Regions from separate parts of the Macaca mulatta genome. Here all the other regions are linked to region 3. A link is a contact called in public Hi-C data. All regions are on one chromosome and are shown on one strand. The core of a region is the stretch at or near the end of the contact, and the rest is flanking DNA. Distances in the headings are between cores, read along the strand shown.

What was found. Hi-C and Micro-C count contacts between places; a contact is called where the count stands out from the background.
Region 1: a contact with region 3 is called in a Hi-C map of fetal cortex germinal zone, with 4 times the contacts expected there. The contact joins the promoter of MEX3B here to the enhancer-like site in region 3. A contact is called at or near these places in 2 of 14 Hi-C or Micro-C datasets (fetal cortex germinal zone and fetal cortical plate).
Region 2: a contact with region 3 is called in a Hi-C map of fetal cortex germinal zone, with 3 times the contacts expected there. The contact joins two enhancer-like sites. A contact is called at or near these places in 2 of 14 Hi-C or Micro-C datasets (fetal cortex germinal zone and fetal cortical plate).

Annotation. Positions count from the first base shown.
Region 1 is chr7:60,273,738-60,277,682 of T2T-MMU8v2.0, forward strand. MEX3B (mex-3 RNA binding family member B) reads right to left here and starts at 1,889. Exons shown (of 2, transcript XM_001110186.5): 1 at 336-1,889. The coding sequence starts at 603.
Region 2 is chr7:59,729,455-59,733,258 of T2T-MMU8v2.0, forward strand. No RefSeq gene overlaps it. Among named protein-coding and RNA genes, the nearest start is that of TMC3, 110 kb to the left of the region's middle. Within about 2 kb of position 2,092, at least 8 of the 40 cell types and tissues checked have an H3K27ac peak or open chromatin away from gene starts, as enhancers often do. A contact at or near this core is called in fetal cortex germinal zone and fetal cortical plate, where this site is marked.
Region 3 is chr7:59,990,124-59,994,049 of T2T-MMU8v2.0, forward strand. No RefSeq gene overlaps it. Among named protein-coding and RNA genes, the nearest start is that of MEX3B, 280 kb to the right of the region's middle. Within about 2 kb of position 1,713, at least 9 of the 40 cell types and tissues checked have an H3K27ac peak or open chromatin away from gene starts, as enhancers often do. A contact at or near this core is called in fetal cortex germinal zone and fetal cortical plate, where this site is marked.

The sequences.
Region 1 (3,945 bases), core at 639-3,138, 280 kb after region 3:
ACTCCTCCTCCTCTCTCCTCCCAAAGGACTGATCAAAGGCCCCCTCCCCCAAGCATCTTACATTTGTTTTTTTGGAGGTGGGTTGGGTGTGGGGCGTTAGGGGAGAAGGCAGTGATTTTTGCAGAAGAAAGTGCATCCCGCCAGGGCAGCGGCGCGGCTCCGGGAGACAGCCTGCCTGCACTTTCTTTGTCTGGGGCGCCGGCCCATCGCGAGGCTCTTCCTCTCTCCCCAAGGCACCCCACGCCGCAGATCCCGATACTGAACACGCCTTCCCCGCGAAGCAGTGGCCTGAGACCCTACACCGCTCCCTACCTCCCCATCCCTCTTCGACCTACCTTGCCGCCCTACGATCTCGGCGACATGCTCAGAACTGGGCACCGGCACGCACTCGGTCATGTTCACGCTCTTCTTGCGCGGCTCGCTGTCGTACAGAGAGGCGCCCTCGTCACTGTCCAGCCCCAGCAGGGAGAGCTGGTCCAGCGCGAGCTGCAGGGCTCTTTGGTCATCCAGGGTCTCTCCCCCTCCGCTGCCGCCGCCGCCGCCGCCGCCGCCGCCGCCGCCGCTGCCGTTGCGCTCCAGGTCTGCAAACAGCGAGCTTGGCATCGCTCGGCCGTGCGCGCCGCGCCCCCGCCGGCCCTCGGCTAGGCGGCGAGAAGCTGCGGCCACAAAGGCAGCCGGGAAGCGGGTGGTCAGGGGCGGGGAGGCCGGCCGCCTGCTGAGGGTTCCGTTGTTTCTTCCTCGGTGCTGGGAGGAGTGGGTCGCTCTGTGCGGTCCGCACCGGGCAGTGGCTGCAGGAGGCCCCGCCTGGGTCCCCACCCCAGATCTGCTGGCGGGTGGGGTGGGGGCAGAGCTCTAGCGGTGGCCGCGCGTGCCCCCCGAGTGCCCGGCTGGCTGGCCGCGATGCCGAGCGAAAAGCGAGCAGGCGAGCGACAGAAGCGTTTCTTTAAGGAGCCCCTCCCCGGCTCCTCCACTCCCGCCCGCCCGCCCGCCCGCCCTCACTCAGCGCTTTTTCCTCCTCTCCTCCCCGCCTCTTGACTGAGCCTCTGCAGCCAGACGACTCCGGAGGGGGACGAGGGAGGCGCAACGTCACAGGCGGGAGCTGACACCACAATGCTACTGACACTATCGCTGGGGGAGGCGATTGGCGCGCGCCAGGTCGGGGGCGGGAGGAGGCCGCGGGTTGAGCGAGCCGAGGGAGAGCGCCACCCCCCACCCCCGCGCTCGCCGCAGCCCGCCCAGTCCTCCTCCCGGCCGCGCCCCTCCCCCGCCGCCGCTAACGCCTCTCTTTGTTGTCTATTGCGGGACTGGCAGGCTCGGGACACTTGTATGTACCTATCAGCCGAGGACAATCATTGTCCCCAAGTCTCCTCCCTCGCCTGATTCAGAAAACAAAACGCGCCCAACTCTGGTGCCTGGGGCCCGGCTCTAGAAGAGCGGTCCTTAGAAAGTCCCGTTAGTGGCTCCAAAGAAACCTTCCATGGAGCCAAAGCTTCCTCTGGGAGAAGAGTCTGTAGTCCGCCCAAAACGGCGACCCGATTACTCCGACATGGAAAACGGGACTCCAAGTCTTGGGACGCACGGGCAGAGTGACTCCCGGCGCGGGTTGTCCACCTGCGCGGGAGGGCAAGAGACACAAAAGCACACGCCCGCCCACACTGGCACCCGCGCGCGCGCGCGCCCTCGCGTCTACATTTCTCTCTCCTTGGGCAGCACTTCGCCCATCTGGCCCTGAAACTGAGAAAGGGAAAGCTGGCTGCTGCGCGAGCTCGGCCAGCCGGGCTGCTGGCGACCTCTGGAATGCATGGCACCAGAGTCCAGCACACGCCCGGCGCCCGGGCCGAGACCCTGCGGGTTCTGACACGCGCACGAGCGCCGCGCCGCCACCGCGGGAACGCAGGCCACAGCGCCAGCGGGCGCGCACGCCTGTTCCCCTATCCCTCCCCGCCTAGCCCCGCGGCCGGGCATGCGCAGTGCGCGCGCGGAGCGGGCGGGCCCTTTAAGGCGGGCGGTGCGGCGCGCGCGCGCGCGCGCGCCGGTCCAGTCCGCGGCACCGCCCCGACGGGAGGTGAGCGCTCGGTGCCCTGCAGCTCTTTGTGCGCTTCTCAGGGTGGGGGTGGCGGCAGAGGGAGGTTGCGACGGGACCTGCCGGCGAGGACTGCGAGCTGCGCCCCCTCCCGGATCTCCCAGGGACAGTCTCCGAGCGCGAGAGAGAAGGAAGGAGGTTTTGAGGGGCGGGCCGGAGCGGTGCGCGCTGCTCCTCTCCGCTCGCATCCCCCTCTGCTGCCCACCAGGGCTGACACCCCTTCGGTCCCCGCGCGCTCTCCTGTCCTTTGTTCCGGAAGCCGCCTGGCTCGCCGCGCCCTTTGCGTCCCGCCGCGGACCGTTCCGCAGAGCGGCTGGGCCCGCGGTTCATAGAGTCGCCCAAGGCCCGTACAGCGGGACGCCTGCCCAAAACAATGAGGCCATAGGGCCGCAGCCGTACACGGGCTAACTCCGGAGACCTCGTGGTGCCGCGGGGGGGGTCCCGGAGCTTGAAGGCAGAGGCTCCCCTAGGTGTGCCCTGCGTGACCGCGGCTAGAGGGAACGAGCGCTGTGGGCCTTGGTTTCTCATCCGTAAAATGAAAAAAAAAAATCCCCGCCCTTACCACCTCGTGGGTCGTTCGGAGGATTAAATGCGACAGTGGATGGGCGCGCGCTTAGGAATCAGTAGACAGTTCCGCAAGCGCCTTTACTTTTGAGAACGCGGAGGTGCCGCTCACTTCCCCGCTTACTCACCTGGAGCTGTCTTGGGAAAGAGGTGCTGATTATTTCCTTGGGGAAATGGGTTTAGAAGCCACTTACAGTGGTTATTTCCTCAGGATGTTTACGTCAGCTTCCCGAAGACTGGTGTGTGTTTTTCTTAAAAGGGAATGTTCGATGGGAGGAGGCAGGTGGGAGGATGGTGCTGAGTCCTCCGTGAAAGCCACCACTTAGAGCTCCAGTAGGAAATTTCTGTATTCTTTTGACCCGGTTTATGGACTTGGAATCCAACTAACTTGGGAATAAGGGTTCTTGCCGAGATGGAGGGTTTGAGTAAGGGGTCCTGACTGGGGAGAGCCAGAGATGAGGCCCAGCCTCCTGCGCTCACGCAAGGCCTTTAAACAGAAAGCAGACTGGAAAGGCGCTTGGAGCATTTCCATCTATTTAACACAAAGGGCTAGTTTCTCGCTTCTTAGTTCTGTTTCTCTGAATTTCATAGCCTTCGGATTGGGCCTACTGAGATTTCTTTTTTTTCCAAGTAGAAAATAATAATGAAGGTAAAGTTGTTCCTCCGCTGATGAGGAGCTGTGCACGGATAATGGAGTGTAGGGAGAGTCTGCTTCTGCTAGGGAGCTTGGCCACTAATATTTTCAGACCTGCCATAACTCCTTCTGCTTGCATCTGCAGCGATAAGAATTCAGATGGATTAATTCTGAAATGTGTTTAAACTTAGAGGGTTGGATATTTCAGAGGAGTCCCTGGGGTTGCCGGGTCATTACCCAGAAGGTGATTGCAACATTTCACCAAGGTGACATGCTTAATGTCATTCTTCCCTTCTGGATCCTGAAGGCAGGAGTTGTACTTGGCTGTAACTGCCAATGTTCAGTGAAATCATACATCTTCAGCCACATGAAGGATAAGCTGAACCCCTTACCATAGGAATTCATGGAAAGCTGCTGATGCTGAGGTGCCCATGTTCATGTAGCCCAGGTCACCCTCCACGGAGAGGAATACTTGAGTAAAACCTAAACAGAGATCCGCATGCTTTTCTGAAGACACCCACAACATCGAAGGCACTCTCAAGAGCATGGGACGGTGGTGAGAGTGATAGAAGCAGTACGATGTCTTGACAGATCTGGTTTCCAGCGCCAGCTCTTCAGTGTTGTCTGTCAAAAGAGGCTGGCATCCACCTTCCCATCTGCCTCA
Region 2 (3,804 bases), core at 842-3,341, 260 kb before region 3:
TGATGATGTTCCAGTTAGCATCACGGGCACACCAGATGGATCAGCCTTGGAGATAATGCATACAATATCTTCTGATCAGGAGAGAAGGAGTTGAGGAAGTGGTGTGTATTAGTCCATTCTCATGTTGCTGCAAAGATACTACCTGAGACTGGATAACTTATAAAGGAAAGAGGTTTAATTGACTCATTGTTCAGCATGGCTGGGGAGGCCTCAGAAAACTCACAATCATGGCAGAAGGGGAAACAAACACATTCTTCTTCACAGGGCAGCAGGAAGGAGAATGAATGAGTACCCAGTGAAGGGGGAAGCCCCTTATAAAACCATTAGGTATCATGAGAACTAACTCACTATCATGAGAACAGGATGAGGGTAACTGCCCCATGATTCGATTATCTCCACCTGGTCCCTCCCACGACATGTGGAGATTATGGGAACTACAATTCAAGATGAGATTTCGGTGGGGACACAGGCAAACCATATCAGGGGGAAACCGACCTGTGGTTCCCAGAGGAGGCCACCTCTGAGAGGGCATCCTTCCCAGGGAACTAAGATGCTCAGCAGAATGCAGAAGAAACTGGTTCCAATGGAAAGATTGTCAAAGAAAGTGGTGTCACAAAGGGAACTTTTGAAAAGATGTTTTGGGGGGAGAAATAGAAAGGAAAGAGCAATCTCTTTGCAAGGAATGCACACCTGAAATGATCTGGCAAGTGCACAGTGGTATTAGAGAGAAGCTGGAGATTATCCCACAGGGAGGTATGACCTCGATTTTTTGGTTATATAACATTTCAATAATGCATGTGCATGCTGCACTCTAAGAACAAAAATTCCTTATCTCCAGTGTAAACCTAGAGTGCTGGTTACTGCACACCATTTTTTGGGTATATCTTTGGCTTAATGAACATGCCCCTAGGAAAGATGTAGGGTAGATGCTGAGATTGCCACAGGGGACTTTCTTCTCACTAGGAGTGTAATTCTATGAGTGAAAGTAGAGGAAAAAAAGGAGGTCAAGAAAAAGTGGGGAATAAGAGAAAGCGATAACAAGCTCTGAGCTTCTCTTCTAGAAGTCTGTTCGGAGACATGATCTCATATGTTTTCCTAATATTCTTATAAGATGAGTAGGAAGCAGTTATCACCACCTGAACTTGACAGAGAGGAGAGTGGGTCCATAGAGATCAGAATACCTTTCTTAAGAGATGGCAATTTGTTAATATAATCAGGAATATAATAAGGTGGTTTAGTAGCCTCCTGGGTGTACACAGTCTTAAAGAGAGGGGTCGTTATTTTTTTATTTTTTATTTTTTATTATTTTTTTATTTTTTATTTTTTGAGACGAAGTCTTGCTCTGTCGCCCAGGCTGGAGTGCAGTGGCCGGATCTCGGTTCACTGCAAGCTCCGCCTCCCGGGTTCACGCCATTCTCCTGCCTCAGCCTCCCGAGTAGCTGGGACTACAGGAGCCCGCCACCTCGCCCGGCTAGTTTTTTTGTATTTTTTAGTAGAGACGGGGTTTCACCGTGTTAGCCAAGATGGTCTCGATCTCCTGACCTCGTGATCCGCCCGTCTCGGCCTCCCAAAGTGCTGGGATTACAGGCTTGAGCCACCGCGGCGGAGGGGTCGTTATTTTTAAGTAAAACAGACTATCATCATTGACACAAGACAGTGAGATATTTTACTAATTTAATTGATTTTCTTGCTCTCACTGAATGGAATTAATTTATTTGCACATGCTGACAGAGACCCAGAAAAAAAGCTCTAACCATAAGTCAGCACAGCCTCATTTCAGGATGAAAAGTGGTTTCAGCTCATGGCTCAGTGCCTGGGAAGGAAATATGAATCCCCGCTCAGAGGAAGGTGTGCTTCATCCAGCAACAGGAGCTGCTTTGGGGCTTATTATTCAAATTTGGCAGAATGGAGGATGGTCTGGCAAAGAGGCCGGGTTTATAGATAAAAGACCCGATGGTCAAGTGATTGGAGATGAGAGAATTTGCTGTATTTTGGGCAGAAGCTCTGGCTGTAGCCTCCCCCCGGCACCTTGCCCATCGCAACAATGATGGAGATCCGCCAAGAGGATCACAGCAGACTGGCTTGCTCATACAGCCTGGCTTTCGGGTGTGCACTACAGAACATTCACCCTGATCTCAATAGAGGAGCATGTGGTGGTGGGGGTGCTGAGAAAGCCCACATCAATACCTTCATTAAGGCTCTTAGCACTTCTGCAGCTGAACAACATTTAACATGTACGCACTCCTAACATTCAATACATTCACTTAGGAAATGTAACCTTTCATGATGGGTGAGAATGTGAGTCTCTTTATCGCCACCCCCAAAATCCAAGGGCTCTAGTGTCAGGGACTGGCAGATTTCCCAAACCATTGGAATTTTTCCCTCTCAAAGAAAAGCACAGCTGAGATTTTAACTACATGTTAGCTGGGGAGTCTAAATTAAATGGAGAAGGTTTGAATGTTTTGAAGAAAGAATAAGTTTTCCTTTATTTTCTTTTTCCTTTCATATTTTTCACCAGCAGCACTAATGTGGCACACCAGCTATTTGGCAAGCCAAATTGCACCCCTGAGAGGATAGTTACCAAGGTGCTTTGCCCATAATTGCCACCCAATAAAGGCTTGACTGGTTGATCATTTAATTACACGCTGTGTATTTCTTAACTTTCTTCAAGCATCAAGCAGACTTAAGCAGACCCAACACCACAGTAGGTCAACATTAGGGGCTAATCAATTCTAGTATTTGTGCAGTGCTGTTCTCTTAACAAAGCATACTCATTCTCGTCTAATTCCTTATTCCACACGTGACGACTCTGGAGACCATTAATCAGGGCTCAAGAAACTTGATCTGTAAAGGTACAGATTATAAATACTTTAGGCTTGTGGGCCAAATACTCTCTGTTTCAACAACTCAACTCTACCACTGTTAGGTGAAAGCAGCCCTAGACAATAGGTAAATGAGTGGCTGTGACTGTGTTCCAATAAAACTTTATTTATAAAAGCAGGTATTGAGCTAGATTCGACCATGAGCCATAGTGTGCCAATCCCTAAGTCATTGATAACCTGACATTGCCCATTAAGAATCTAATGCCCAATGAAATTATATCTTGTTTCTTTAATTCTGCCTACATAACTCATTTTTAAAGGAGTTTTTTTCTTTTTTTACTTCTAGTTTTAGATTCAACCGTAATAGTTCATAATAATCAATGTTTTGTAACAACGATGACTCCAACCTCACTCTGTCTAGATCTAGATTGTTACCCTACCAAAGTCCTTGCCCGTTGTGCTGCTAGAGGTGATTCATTCAAGAAATAAACTAAAGAAGAAGCAGCATGGCTCAGAGTCCCTAAGCCAAATGCTGTTGTTAAGGACTGTGAATGGTACAGGGTCTGCCTGCAGAGCCCCACGAGTGCCTGTGCTGTGCCTGTTGGACACCTTAGCATCACTCCTCACATAACCCTACCAGACAGTCACTTGCTCTCCTCTCATTTTAAAGATGAGCAAACCCAGGCCAAGAGCAGTTAAAAGAGCTCCTCAAGGTCACCCACAAGGTCATGTGCAGTTGCATAGGGCCCCATCCTCTGAAGGGGGCCCTGCATGATTGTATTAATGCTTTGCTATTGCCATTTTGAATTCTTAATGCATTTTGAACAGAGGGCTCTGTATTTCCACTGGGTTCTGCAAATTGTGTTCTGTTTCCTGGCTACAAAGCTGATAAGAGTGGAGCTGGGATTCAAACCCAACTCTGTCAGGCCTCTCCTTAACTCTGTGTGTTCTTCTCACCATCGACCCCCAAGTGATTGAATTG
Region 3 (3,926 bases), core at 463-2,962:
GTCCTTTTCTGGACTTCTTCACTGACAAATTCTCTGATTCCCTCTCAGGAGTTTTGCCTTTTCAAAGTGGAGAGGAGTGCATAAAGAGGAGTAATCGACAGGGAAACACCTTAAATGTGCAGGTCCCTGGCTCAGGAAGCTGCAAATTCCCCCTCCCCTCCCCCACCCCAAATCCCCCACCAGCACCACCTGTCTTCTCCCCACCTCTCCAGGTAAATAATTCCCCTTTCTGGGGGTCAGTGTGGCATAATTCCCTCTGTGCTATTTTTCTGTCCTGATCCAAGATTCCCTTTGTTATGGCTGAATGGACAAACACGGAGCACACGTGAACCAATGGTTGGGTGCCTTACACCTAAGGGGAAAAAAAATCCTTTCATAAAACTGCTTTGACAAGAATTTCCAAATAGAGATTTTCAATGTAGAATGGCTGGTTGGGACCTATGTACAAAGCTCCATATAGAGGCTGCAATTCATTTCTTTAAAATTCTCGCTTATTTCCTGTTTCCTCCTTTAAAAATGAAGGTACTGCCAGAAAATTTTCCTGTATCAAGGACATACACATTGTGCCTTCTCTGAATCACACTTCACTCTTTATTCATTCAATAAACACCCTGATTAACTTCCATTGATTAAGGGTAAGAACTCACTACGAGTGAGGTATTATTTGAGAAAAAAAAAAAATGTTCCCAACTCAGTTTCTTTTGTATGACAATATAATTAAAAGGCATCCTCCAAGGCCAGGGAGCTCCTAAGGGGAAGGAATTGTGGCAAGCGTTCAAGTCCACATAACCTCCGTCACTTGTGATTTGGCACCCGAAATAGTTACATGGTTTGGAAGGATTTTTTTCTTTTCTTTTTCAGTGTTGAACAATAGCTGATTATTTCACATTTTTAAAGTCAGTTTCAAATGCTTTTTTTTTTTTTTTTTTTTGAATCTGCAAACCAAGAACCTGGAAAGGAATACAAATTCCTTCCTGGAAAACATGTATCCCTTCCTGCCCTCCCTCCACACCCTGATAAATAACATGAGCATGCAGCGATTTGCCAACAGCAGCTCCAGGCATGAGGCACAACATCTGTTACTGAGACACTGGAGAGACAGTGGAAAGCAAGTTGGCTACCTGCCAACCCTCAGACTCCAGATTTTTGCTGACAAGGCTGTCAATAAATAGGCAGATGGCATCAGCTCTGCTGGCAGGAGAGTTCAGTTAACCCAATGCGGGACATTATCTCAAATTCATGGTGCACCAGGCTGAGCCCTTTATTGGGCCATTAAAGCCATTCCTTGATGGAGAAGGGAGAGCAGGACTAGGAAATCAGGAGACACTAGCTTCATTTAATTAGATTAACGAAGCCTTCCACAGTGGCAGCCAGAATCAGATTAGCCCTTGTGACCATGAAAAGCTATGTATTTTTTTTTTGAGGGGGTGGGGGGTGGGCGGGGGGAGGTCCCTCATTCACACATTGCATTTTATGCCATCTAAACATAAGGATCTAATTCTCAGTAGTTATGCATACCCCTGCAAAGAGAACTTAACCCAAAATAAACATTAGGAAAGATCTACACATCTCCTCTGCAAGCAAGCGCATGGCTGCATTGTCCTGTACGAACTGTATGCAAATATGTGAGCTCAGTGCTAGCAGCATTTAGATGAAAAGCCAGCATGGGCTCCATGTCCTATCAAGCCCAGGAATATCACGGCTAACTCTCAGAGACGTCCTCTGGTGGTGAGTTGGGGACAACACCCTTTCCTATCTGAAAGAATGGTTAAAACCCTTTAGAATAGAAGCGTGTGGTGATTGCAGTGTAATCGCATGAGCATCGGACTAAGATCTGCAGTGGGATCTGAAGCAGGTCATTTAAACAACTCTCTGCATCTTCTCGTCTACACAAACAACTCGGCTGATGGAAGCAATAAATGAGATAGTTCCATACATCTGCATAGTATTTTAGAGTGACAAAGTTGCTTTTGTATATTCTAAGACAGTGGTTGTCATCTGGGGATGATTTTACCCTCCAGGAAACATTTGGCAATGTCTGGAGACACTCTTGGCATCTAGCGGGTAGAGGCCAGGGTGCTGCTAAACATTCTCCAATGCACAGGACAGCCTCCACAACAAACAATCATTCAGCCTGAAATGTCAATAGTTCAAGGGTGAAAAACGCTGCACCAGGATGATGTAACTAAAAGTTCTTCATATCCCATGAAAATGAGAAAAAAGAAAGAGGGGCTGGCTACCACGGTGTGGAGAGAGAAACTTAGATATTTGTTCTTAATGTCACTTAATTTCAGTGTCACTATTCCAAATGTTATTTTCTTTTTAAACCTTCGCTAAACCATCAGTTCCCGCAATTTTTTTGAGCTGGTCTTATTAATCAGATTTGAATGATGAAATATCACATCCATAAAAGGCATTTTGGGTTTAGCTAGTTATTATCAAATGAGAATATGCATCTGCCCAAAAACTAGGTATATAACACATTGAATAGAAGCATGGCTAATTAGCAACTGGCATCTGAGGTGTCAACAGGATTTGGGGGATTAAAAGGAAATTAAGATGGCTTCAGACTGTATGGGTTAGGGATTTGGGGTTTATCTACAAAGGTGGTCTCTTTCTAATTTCTCCTCTTTGGTTTGAATTGTTTTGGACGGACAAGAGAAGAGGGATGACTCACTCTCTGTTTTGAATGTGTAGCTGCCCTTTTTAGGTATCAGTCTGGTAAATCTCTGTCCTGCCACCGTCTTGTTAGTGTTACGAGCTGAACTGTTTCCCCCCAGAATTCCTATGTTGAAGTCTTAACTTCCAGTACCTGGAAATCAGGGCATTGCAAATGGAATTAGTTAAGATGAGGTCATACTGGAATAGATTGGGCCCCAATCCAGTAAGATCGGTATCCTTTTAAAAAGGGGAAATTTGGATACCATCACACACAGGGAAAACACCTTGTGAACAAAAAGGCAGAGATCGTGGTAATTCATCTAGCTCAGGAACACCAAAGACTGTGCCAGCAAACCACCAGAAACTAGGAAAGAGACAGAACAGATTCTTTCTCACAGCCCTCAGAAGGAATCAGCCCTTGATCTCAGGCTTCCAGCCTCCAGACCTGTAAGACACTAAGGGTTTGTTGTTGAAACCACTTGGTTTGTGGTTTTTGTTACCGTTACTGCAGCCGTAGCAAACCATCAGGTAGATAGGAATTCAAGCAATGGAAGGGAGACAGACCATTCTTGATGATCATCCTCCATCCACTCCCATGCTCACCCAATTGCTCATAAGGAGCATACAGCTATCTGCTCAACTTAGGCAGTGAAAGCCTCTACCCTATCTCTCCTCTAGCAGGCAAAAGGAAGGGAGCTAGGCAATACAAGAGCCCTGTTTCCTTATGCCCCAGGCAAGGTTTCCAGGAATAGCTGAGTGAAAAACCCTTTCCTTAAAATATCATAAGAGGGTGGGAAAGGACGGAGGCAAGCCTGCTTACTTTGGTTCCTTCTACTCAATAGGTTTGGGACCTGGACTTGCAAACCCTTCACATGTAGGGCTAGATTCACAGTTGTGCCTACCCCTGGAGGCACATTAGTAGCTCTGGGAACTTAAAACAACAACAACAATGTTTAGGGCCCTTTCTAGACCAGAATCTCTTGAGAGGAGGGCTCAAGCATCATCCACAGGTATGGAGACATGCCAGGATGGAGACCCACTGGACCAGAAGGGACCACCTGCAAACTGGAGGAGGACAAAGGCCAAAGCATGTGATTCTTGCAGGACTTTATGGCCATGCTATGGAGTAGGCAATGGGGAACCCCAAAATATTTTAAGCTAGGGAGTAATACAGTCAAATTTCCATTTTAGACAAATTATTTTAGCAATGATAAGCAGGATATTTTGGAGACAGGAGGTAAGGAGAGCATGAAGACCAGTCAGAA